Linked DNA regions of Columba livia: region 2 is linked to region 1. A link is a contact called in public Hi-C data. All regions are on one chromosome and are shown on one strand. The core of a region is the stretch at or near the end of the contact, and the rest is flanking DNA. Distances in the headings are between cores, read along the strand shown. Region 1 overlaps PLCE1 (phospholipase C epsilon 1). Region 2 holds the start of PLCE1 (phospholipase C epsilon 1).

Region 1 (5,585 bases), core at 1,584-4,083:
TTGAGGCCATTATAGTTCTGACTCTGTGTTTGTGTAAGATATTTTACATTATAGAAGCACATTACAGTTGCCATGGGAACCATAACATTGGCCTTCCTGTCTGTGGTTTACAAACTTGGGATTGCACTAGGTGGCGTGTGTGTATATGTATATATCTCAAAGGGAAAAAAATATTTCATGAGTATACAGAATATACCCCTTTTATGAAATTAACTTGTATTCTGGCATGTTTTTTTGAAACTTACCTTACTTAAAATACAGTCAGGGAGAGCCACAGGAGTGCAAAATCTTTTGCTATGTGAAGATTTCATTGCCATCTAGTGATTTGCCACCAGCATAACGGTGGCTATGGTCAGTTAACAACAGGTCATTTAACAGGTTGAGGCTGTAGAAGAGATAGGTAGACATTACCCATGAGCAGGAAATGTAACATGGATCATAAATAAACCAGCAGCATATTACTTTTTATTATTCCCTGGCAGTCCAGAAATAGAGGTGTGTTTTGTTTTTCATTTAACCAACAGGTTGGAGATGGACTTACAAGGGTTTGAATGCTTCCTTTGAGCACACAAAGTTCTTCACACTTTCATCTTCAGCAAGCATTTGTGAATCATGGAATATTTAGTTTAGCTTGCACAGTGTTTCTTTGCCATTGGTTTGGAAAAACTGCAGATCCAGCCTTTGTAAATTATGATCAGGTTTAAGTGATTTTTATTTTGGTTTTGAACATATTTCTCATCACACTTCAGCTTTGACCAGCTGTTTCCTGTTTTTCCTCCCAGTGGTTTAGCTGCTGAGGAGATAAATGCATCAATGGTTTGTTTCAGAATTAAAATTACCTTTATGGAATGATGAAATATTTAAACAAATAAGTTGGGCACCATTACAAATGAAGTTATGGTGAAATTCAGTAGATGAAATATTGTTTGCTGTACCTAGATCTTTCACAGATTACAAAGGTTTTGCTACATAGGGAGCTCATTTGATACAAGAAAATTAATCCAGCATCGGAAACACCAGGGTGAAGCTTTGTGTGGGGAATTTGGGTGTGTGTGATGGAATTTTTCAACCGTTCCAAGTTTTTGTGTTCATATGAGAATATTTTGATTTATCTGATCTGATCTACGTATTGACCTGTCCATTACATCATATTTGTCCTGTTCAACCTCCTCCCCCCGCCCCCCAAATTTTTGGGACTTATTTGGATAGAGGTTTTGTTCATTTTTGTAATCATACAAACTATTTTTGAATTTTAGAGCTGAGTTTGTGTATGTATTTTTGCAGAATAAAGCAGGGCAGGTTTACCAGGGAAGATGGGGAAGAGTTGGTACATTGTCTGTTAGGACTGGCTTGTGCAATGCACTCTGTTTCTTTTTGTTGATAGTGAGCTTACTCCACATCCACACAGATAGTGGATATGTTTTATCCTGGCTACAGACATCATTCTTTGGGACCTTTAAATGAGTTTCACTAACATGAAAGGTGTTTACATAGATAGTGATGAAAATATTGCCTTCTCTCTTCAGAATTGAGGTTGTCACTGTGTAGGATTGTGGAAGGATCACTCATTGATTCTTGTAGCAGGCTGTTCAGTGGAATCCAGCATTGCCTGTCCCTCACTCTGCTTCAGTGCTCTCTGTGACCTAAGTGGTCAGATCTTATTTAGTCTGCACCCTCTGGCATGACAGAAAAAAACAGTCAGAGACAGTTGATAGCATGTCAGCTACCATGACCAGTGATCCTCCGTGGATTGAGGGCTTTAAATATTCCTTACCTGGTAGGTAACCAAGTTTCTTACCACCGAGTAGCAGCAGCAGAGCTGGGCTTTTGTCTGTGGTGAAGGTCCCAGCTCCAGAACCTTGGACCATGCATTTGCTCCCCTGGGTAAGGTATCTGTCAACTGTTTTTTATCTTAACCCATTTATAGACCATATCCCATACCATTTTTAGGGCCCTGCAGACTTCTCCAAATGCCATCCTTAATAGCATTTATCTCAGGGTTTGGTCCAGCTGCTGCTGTTTGTAAATGACTCATGCCTGCAGCTTGCACTGTCTTGATTTCCCTATAGCTTTTTCAGGCTCCTTCTCCCCAGGTTCTTTTTGGTGGATGACTCCAAGATCTGCTGTTTCTTTCTAGGCTTCCTAACCTTGGAAGTCTCTGTAGGGTTTCTCATTAAATTCTGTGAAGGAAAGGGGGGACTGTTCTCCTCCCTGCCTTGAAAACGCTAGTTTTTTATAACACCTTCTAAGTAGTTTTGCTCTTTTTACTTCAAGCCTATCAGTAGTTGTCTTTTCTCGTTCACTAGTTACGTTCTTGAACTTACCTTCAGCTTGCTCACTATTCCCTGGACCAATGGTCTTTATGGAGCCTCTTTTATCCTTCAGTCTTAGAGCAGGCTTCTCAAAATATGTCCCATTAGTTCTCTACTACTTCATAGTATTTTTTCATAGTGTTCACAACCTGCTCTTGGCTGAGTCTGACAGTTAAAGCTGGAATTCCTTCTTCATGCAATTGTGTGGTCTTAATGGGCACTCCTGCTTCTATTAGTGTTACACCCAGCTTTGTTGAGCTCATTCAAATTTACATGTGGCATCTGTACCATTTATAGCTATTACATTTACATTTTAGGGGTTTTTTGGGGTCCTTTTACTTTCCATGTTCTTTTTGGAGATTTTTTTTTTTCCAGGGATGGTTAGTGAACAGTATTGAAACTTCATGTTGGATGGTTCATATGCACATAGTTGTAGTATTACACTTTTAGACTGCAATTTGCTTTCCAAAAGAGCTGGTATTTTTGGCTGAATTTAAATGTCCATTTCATCAAACTGTTGTAAAGAATAGTACATTTGTAACTGATTTCCTGTTGTACTCATCAGGAAAAAAAGACGTATTATCTAATCAGTACTTATATTAGGCAGTAGTGGCCAGATCCCTCTGATCGTTGCTTGATTTTAATTTCTCTGTTCTGCAAAGGAACACAAGGAAAACAACAGCCTAGATGAAAGCAGATTCACAGGAAATACCCATGTGGTGGTGACTCAGTGGATCCAAGAGAACAAAAACTGAAAGAAACATTTTTCATTAAGTAAAAGAAGTGGAAATTGATATAACAGTACTGGGCACAATTTGCTAATGAGATATGAAAGGTAGTTAACTGAAAGAACTAGTGAAAAGCAGCCAATTTTAGGAAAAGCTTGGGAGGAAAAGAAAAGAGAGAGTTGACAAAGAGTCCTTTGAGTGTTAGGACTTCAGAAATGTAGAGAGCAAAAAACAACAACAAAATCTTATTTCCAAACCTAACCAGAACTAAAGGTTTTACTGTTTTTCTATGCAACTAAGACATGTAAACCAGTGATCGTACTATTAGGATGGTTATGTACAAAAGTTGCACTTTCAAGTAGAAACAAAAAGAAAATTAAAAGAATTTGGAGAGACATTGTTCGTCGTCATCTGATTTCTAAACCATTATGAACTGAGGCACTCTGGCAAGACTTGATGTGCCAAAGCCAAGCGTGTGTGGCAAGGCTCAGTAGTTGGGCTATTTTGCTAGCTTCTTGGGGTTTTAATTAGATGATGTTTTATAGGATTTTTTTGCTGGGTATATTTTCTGCTATGGAAAATATCTGATGAAAATAACATACTATCTTAAATTGGTTGCTGGTTTAAAAAATTCAAATCTGCAAGCAGAGTTACTGAGTTTTGGTTTTGATAAAAATCAGTTTCAATTTCTTATCTGGGTAACAAATGAAATCAAATAATGAAATAGAAATAATGAAACTTAATTTTGGAAAGCTTAGAATAATAAAGTTTGTTAGAAGACTAAGATGATGCATGTCAGAAAATTCAGCACTGCAATTGATATCTTGAGTCTCCACATGGACTTCCACCTCTCTCCTGCAGATGAGGGGCAGAGCTTCCAAGTATATCTGTTTCATATGTTACCATTATCAGGCTAGCGGCAGTACTTAACATGTGCACATGGAAGAATTGTTAGGTTGCTTAGGTGTGTATCATTAGTAGTATGTGCACCACAGTTTGGAAACCCGTGACTGAGCCCATGATTTGGCTGGATCAAGTGTTGTAGTTTTTGACCGACATTATTTGCATCATGTTCTGTTGATAAATACTAGGTTGGCCCAAATCTAAAACAATCCAGACCATAATTTGGTTTCATTTTTTTTAAAGAAATGAAAATTAAAAACTTCGTATGTGTTGTATCTTTATCCTGTAGTCTAACTTATACCTCTGCCCCAGCCATGTCCATATTGTCCTGTTTTGTTGCCTCCTCTGCCCTCCAACCTGCAGTGTGTGTATCTTTAAACTTCAGATTTTAAACTGCTGCCTTCTTCACTATGTGGTCCTCTTGTCAAGCACACTGATTTCTTTCAACACTCTGAGTGGCCTGAGGGCATTGAAGCCCAGGGTCCAGCCCCACTAAAACTGTGGTTTGCTGAAACCTTGGTGACCTGGGCAGAGTCATTGCAGGGGCTCACACACCCTCCGCATCCACCATTTTATGTCCGGATTTAAAGAAGGGGAAAAGAAAATTCTGTTCCTTGTGTTAGCAAACCTGAGCTACTTGTCTCTTAGGGTCATCCCAGATCACATCCTGGAGCTTCTGTCTGTGCTGTTTGTGCCTGTGTCAGCTCCAGCTGTGTGGGAGGGAACCCCACAGCTGTCCCAGGGATGTGGAGAAGCTGCAGCTGCTAGGTGAGCAGGGGCTGGATGGCACAGCTTGCTTGCAGGGTAGTAGAACAAGTTTTCCAAATCTTCATTTTTTGAACAAACCCTTGCCATGCTGTTAGGCCAAAATGTTTGGCCATTAAAGTCTTTAAGACCCCTTAATGCTGGGAAACAACTTCTTAATGAACTGTCAAGGTTACCATTGTGGGAAAATAAGTAGTTTGTAGTGTATTTGTCTAGAATAGATTAATCATTATTGTGTAACACTGAAAACCATATTATTATGATTTTTTTTCCTAATAAGAAAGGTCCATAAAATTAGATTAAGTGCTGACAAGTTATTAACGGGAAATTTGAAACAATACTGTTTTTGTAAGATGGCAGTGTTGTTACCGCTGAACATTATGAAGTTTTAACTTTTGTGCTTTTGTATTTTTAGCTTATATATTGTATAAGCAAATCACCAATACCAGTTTAGCACAGAATATCTGCTTATTGAAGAACATTACCTGATTTTCTCTTCCATCCTCTGTTCAGGATCTTCTTATTAGTGTGTACATGTGGTCCAGCTGTTGATCCTCTCTATTTATTAACACACGACCTAGGTAAGAATGAAGGGCATAAAGGAAATTCTGTTTTGTGTTTCCTACCTGAGTCAAGTCTGATTGTGGGACTTGCTTGGAGCAAATGGCTCTAGGACCATGAGACCTTGTAGATCCCTGGTTCAAAGACTGGCCTGTTTTCTAATTGTTGCAAGTTGCTACTGTCCAACTGGCTGTTGACATGATGTCTAGTATGGTGCTTTTGTTGTAGCCAAATACCATGGACAGATGCAAACAATCTGACTGACATCAGTCAGAAAGGTTTGAACTGTTCTTTATCAGAGCTGATCCTCCAAAAC
Region 2 (5,585 bases), core at 2,016-4,515, 40 kb before region 1:
ATTGCTGTAGAATACCACAATTAAAGACAAAATATTCCTTTATACACTATACTGCAGAGCTTAGGCAAGTGATGTACAGTTCAGACTAAGAACAGAAAAAACCCCAAGTATTCTTGAGTTCTGATCCTACTGCTGTAGCTGCTTTTTCTTCCTGACATTGTGAAAATCGTTCAAGTAAACTCACATTGCTTTAATTTCCCCATCTGTATAATGTGAATAATACCATGTTGCAGGAATGTGTGGAATTTAATATTTATGCACCACTTTGAATTTCATATCTAAATCAGTTTTGTAACCCAAACTCCAAAGTACACAGTCAGTAGAAGACTGTTACCTGGTAAGTGCTGAAAGACACATCGATATTTTCTGGAAGTCCTGCATTTTTCTCAACATATAGATACTGTTTGTAGAATCCCAGATTAGTGAAACTTCATACCTGAATCTCCACTTTGAGCTTATATGTTGCGAATGAATCTAGCAATACAGTTAATCTGAGCTGCGTGTGTTGTCTCTATGTGGTCAAGCCTGGTCCAGTAGGGCACAGTATGGTGACTCTCAGACAATTCTCATGAAAACACAACGGACATTGATGTGAAATGGGAGAGAAAAGAAAACTGAAGCATTCTCGAAGCACTTTCCGCTTGGCTGGGAATGTTAAAACTGTGACCCACGAGTCAAGTCCAGCGCAGAAAAAATAGTTTCTTCATCTGCTTAGTGCTGAGGTCAGGCAGCTCAAAACTCACTTGTGCAGAACTCAGGCATGGGAGTCCCCTGCGGAGGAAGCGGCATCCTGGATGCCAACGAGCACCTGCAGACCGGTCCCAACCTGGGAACAAACCAGTTTTGAAAGCAGGTCAGTGACTGCTATTGAGAGGAGTTACTTCTGTTGTGCACAGCCAGGAAGAGAGGTCCAAACCCAGTGAATCTTGCAGTAATGGGGGCAGATTACCTGGGTAACTTATAGGCAGCTTTCCAACGTGTCACCAAGGAAATGAAGTTCTTCCCAAGTAAATCTGCTTGCACCACCTCAGTGGATCATGCACCTCTGTTGGAATTGGAAGATGATGGCTTTTCTCAACTGTAAATGTTGCTGTAATTTAATGTTTCTCAGGATCTGTGCATAACTTCTGACTTGTTTTTAAATACTAAAATCACATGTGAAACATTAATTAGCAGCTTATTTTTGTTAGGCATATTATTCTTTCATATTTATTTTTTTCTCAGTCTACGTTACTTTTCAGGGATGCAATTTCTGAACTATCAATCACATAAATACACTTTAGGAAGAGGCCAGCTATGTCAGCAGCGTTGTCATCTTGGCAATTTCTTCTTTCCTACAGTATTCAGACAAGTAAATGTCATCCCAGAGGAAAGGAGAAGCTAGTTATTTTGTAGAGAGCACCTGTCACCACTGTATCTGACTTACAACTTCTGCATTGTTAGAAGTTTTTTGACATCTTCCATTATCATAGTGTTTGAAAATCTTATTGTTATTAAATAATCTTCCAGCTTCGCGGTGTAACATGGAAATCTTCAATTTACAGGTGAGGAGCTGGATCTCAGAAAGAGACCCGTAATGCAACAACTTGTTTGAGCATATTATTGATCCTAGCTATGCTAAGTTTGCTCATTGACATTTGCCTGAAGTTAGACAGATGCCTTAGTCTTCTGTCCAGTTAAGGATATGGTAATTTCTCCAAATTTTACATTCTTTCAAATGTATCACTTTCTTTTCACTACAGAATACCTTTTTATGATCGGAGTTTTGCAAGCTGAAAAAAATAGTATGAACACACCGTGAAGGAAAATTTATATACATTTTCCAGTGGAATAACGTGATAATAACTTTCCTGCACTCTTTAAAACAACTGGAAAAGAAGAAACTGGAAAAAACTTCCATGGAAAAGTTCCTGTTGCCTGTGTGTTTACAGGGTAATTAATTATTACTATTGTAGTGCTGAAAATACATTCTATGGTTTGTTATGAAGTAACTCCTATACCTCTGACACTCACAAAATGTGAAGTACACACAGGTAGTATTAATTGAATTGGGTCAATATTCAGTATATGAATATATGGGTGTACTGAAAAATATACAGATCAGACAGAGCAGGAATTTGAAAAGATTGTCTACTTAAATTTGACTTTTTGTAAAATATTGTATTATGGCATTTTTTGGGTACTACATGCAGTGAATGAAATCCAGGCCACGCTGGAGGCAAAGGGAATATTAAATTTTTTTTTGTAGAACCTGGATTTTATCAAACGTGTACTATATTTCAGTATAGAATAATCAACATTCTGACTTAATTAACTGTATTAATTCCAATTGGCCATGTCTCATGTCTCCCAAGCAATAAATGATTTTGACATTACACTGCTAGAAAGATCAAGGTACTTTACTAAGGTGGATGTATTTTCTTTCACTCATTTAATTATCAGAACGTGTAAACCACTGAAACAGTCAGAGTAGATATTAAAGCCAGGAAATAGTAAGTTAATAAATACAATGACATTATATCTGACCTAATTTGCTACACCCCCCCACCTCCCCCCAATATAAACTTTTTGAAGATACGTAACTTCTGTACTTTCAGTGGATAACACCATTGACTTTTGATGTATTTGTTGAACTGCTAACAGACTTCCTCTGCTGTGATTACTATCTACAAGGCATCAATATGATTGTACTTGTATTATCCCCACAAGACAATTATTGTAACGAAGTCTGGAGTGTTTGCTGAGGTAAGAGAGTAGAACATAAAGTAATAAATCTCACTTTCAAGCGTTAGGATTTGTTTTTCCCTTAGAAAATAGTACTACAAGTTCCTTACACTGGAAGGGAAGGAGGTAAATTAACTGTAAGTTTTACAGCCCTGTCCTGGGACACAATTTCCACATACCTTAGTTATGAGAATTGGTGCCCTTCACATAAAAATGTCCAAAATAACACATCCATTGCCAACTTGCCTGTTTAAAAATGAGAATGCTGCCTTTAAAATGAAAACTTATGATACTGCTTTTTCTTCGTGTTGTACTCTGCGTGGAAGAGGTCGCATGCAAAGATGCACAGCTGAGTTGACCAAAACCGCAGTTAACCGCAGTTAGTTTTCCACAGCACCGGTGGAAACAGTGCGGTATTTCCCCCTCCCTTTCCCGAGCTCCGCTCTCTCTCTCCAGAGATAATGGCTGGCAGCGGGCACCGGGCAGGGGCTGTGGCTGCGCTGCTCAATCGAGCCCTTGTTTCCGCTGCCGCGGGGGAACCAGCACCTTGTGCGGGTGCTGCTGCTGGGGGGGCAGCATTCCGATGCGGTGAGGCAGCCGCGGCCCGGCCCGCCCCCGCCCCGGCTCGGAGGGCGCGCACGGCGATGGCGCTGGACCGGCTCCCGCCGCGGGGGACGGCGCCGTTACTCAGCGGTGCGGAGGCGCAGGGCTGGGGCGCTTGGGCGATGCTGCCCGTTGGCGGGAGGTAGGAGGATCTTCGCGGGTGACTCCTGGGGTGCGCTTTCTGGCTTCGGGGATCCCCTCTGTGGGCGCTGTCTGGTCCTTCATGAGAAGCCACACGCGCACCGGGGAGAGCAGCAGCTCAGTTTGTGGCGTTCAGGGGTACTGCAGGCAGGGTTACCCGCCAAACTTATAGGACGTGGATCGCCCGGAGGGAGCGGAGCGGCAGCGGGCAGCCGCCGCGGACCGCGCATCCCGGTGCTGCGGCGGGTGCGCAGCCCTCGCGGTGCGGGACGAGCGCCTCGCCTGTGGGGGCTGCAAACCCCCGTGCGCTGCAGCCCCTCGTGCCCCCGCCCCGCAGTGCCTGTGCGAGCGCGGGGCTGCCATGGGGCAGGACGAGGAGGAGCTGCCCGCGACGGGCTGGCCCGCATCCCGCCTCTCGCGTGTGCGGAGGACGAGCCCAGCGGGGACTGCCGTCTGGCGGGGGGATCTCCCCCTCTCCCCCGCCGCTGAGGAGGGGCGGTCCCGGGGGAACCCGCCCCGGCGGCTCCACGGCTGAGTCAGCCGGCGGCGCTGCCCCGCGGCACCTCCTCCCTCCATCGACCCGGCGGGGCGGTGCGCGCCCGCAGCCCCCGCCCCCGGCCCGCCGGGGCAGGCGCCTCGATCGCTCCGCCGCCCCGGGCAGCGGCGGCCGCGGAGCGCTGCGGAGCCGGGGACTGTCCCGTCCCGCAGACCGCTCCGCCGCCAAGGCCCTGCCGCCGCTGGAGTCGACGGCCGGCCCGAGGAGGAGGAAGATGCCGGGGGGACGCTGAAAGGTGCGTCCCCAGCTCGCCCCCGCCCGCTTTCACGGGCCCCTTCCCCGGCTCCCGAGCGAGGCTGGCGCCTGCCCTAAGGGCTCCCAGGGGCAGGGCTCCGGCTCCCCGGTCCCGGTTCCTCGGGCTCCGGCGGGGGCCGCGGAGGGCTGCTCACTGAAGCCGTGCCCGGGCGGGGGCTTCGCTTTCGGCCACGTTCCGCAGCCCCGGGCGGGACCCGATGGCCCCCGCTGCCGGCGCCCTCCCTGCCTGCCCTGTGCTTCGGGGCTCCCCCTCTTCCTCCGGGAGGGTTCAAGAAAATCCTAAATACAAAAGCAAACTGGGGTGGGTTGTTCTTATCCCACAAGATATAAATTTTTATAAATAATCCCTCACTTTCTATGTTCTCTTTTTTTTTACTCATTGCGATTGTACAAACAGTTGCGGTGGTGTGGTTTTTATTTTTATTTTTTTTTTATTAGAGCCTGGCTAATTGACAAGAGCAGTGTAGCTCACAGGAGATCTGTCGGAAGGAGCCTCTGGTTGTAAGCGGCAGTGGTGACGTTTCTCCCCACTCAGTGGGTCTTGTTGAGCCCCTCTTGTGGGCTTTAAGCACTCTTTGTGGGCACTGCAGGCCCTGGCACCCAGGCACGAAAGGCAGATGCCTTCCTTCCAGCTCCAGACTTCTCTCTGGCCTGCTCAGTGAAGTGTGGTTGAGTTACAAAGACTGTAAGTCTGCAAACACTTACAAAAGTAGTTTTGCTTAAGTGTTTGTAGGATCAGGACCAAAGTGTCTGGGACTGATACATATCAGTTCTGCTGCACAGTCTTGGGATGCCACCAGCACAGATGATGCAGAGAGGAGCCTGTGAAGTGTGCTTCTGATGAAGGAAGTGTAAGAGTTGGATACGGTGGTAGAGAAATGCATAAAAGATCAGCTGGGCTTCAAGGAACAGTCAAACATTTCGTGTTTCACAGGTGCTTGTGTGAAGAGCAGAACTGGACTTGCTATTGTGTTTATATAACAAAAGTTTTCTAAATGTTTCAATCCTGTACGTTTTATATATTTGTATATTTGAAAGGGGATCAGAGAACCTGCCCATTATGAAAGAGCCACTTAGCGATTACTGCAAAGCAGTGACCATTATGTAGTTTAAGAAGTCATGCGTTTCCAACTAGAGATAATTATCTGTGATCCGTGGTATCTCATCCTGTGAAAAGTCAATGGTAAACAACCAATGTTTGTGGTTGTTACAAAACCAAAATGAAAAATGCGTAAACAAATCTGGGAGCAATGAAACAAACAAGGTGAAACCAGAAACAGACGCAGCATTTTGTGTATTAGGAAAT

What was found. Hi-C and Micro-C count contacts between places; a contact is called where the count stands out from the background.
Region 2: a Hi-C map of crop shows a contact between it and region 1, with 7 times the contacts expected there. The contact joins the promoter of PLCE1 here to the enhancer-like site in region 1. A contact is called at or near these places in 2 of 2 Hi-C or Micro-C datasets (crop and liver).

What each region holds. Positions count from the first base shown.
Region 1 is chr6:20,749,984-20,755,568 of bColLiv1.pat.W.v2, reverse strand. All of the region lies in intron 2 of PLCE1 (phospholipase C epsilon 1), which reads left to right. Among named protein-coding and RNA genes, the nearest start is that of PLCE1, 40 kb to the left of the region's middle. Within about 2 kb of position 2,833, at least 1 of the 3 cell types and tissues checked has an H3K27ac peak away from gene starts, as active enhancers do.
Region 2 is chr6:20,790,842-20,796,426 of bColLiv1.pat.W.v2, reverse strand. It overlaps PLCE1 (phospholipase C epsilon 1), which reads left to right and starts at 3,265. Exons shown (of 33, transcript XM_065067458.1): 1 at 3,265-3,469.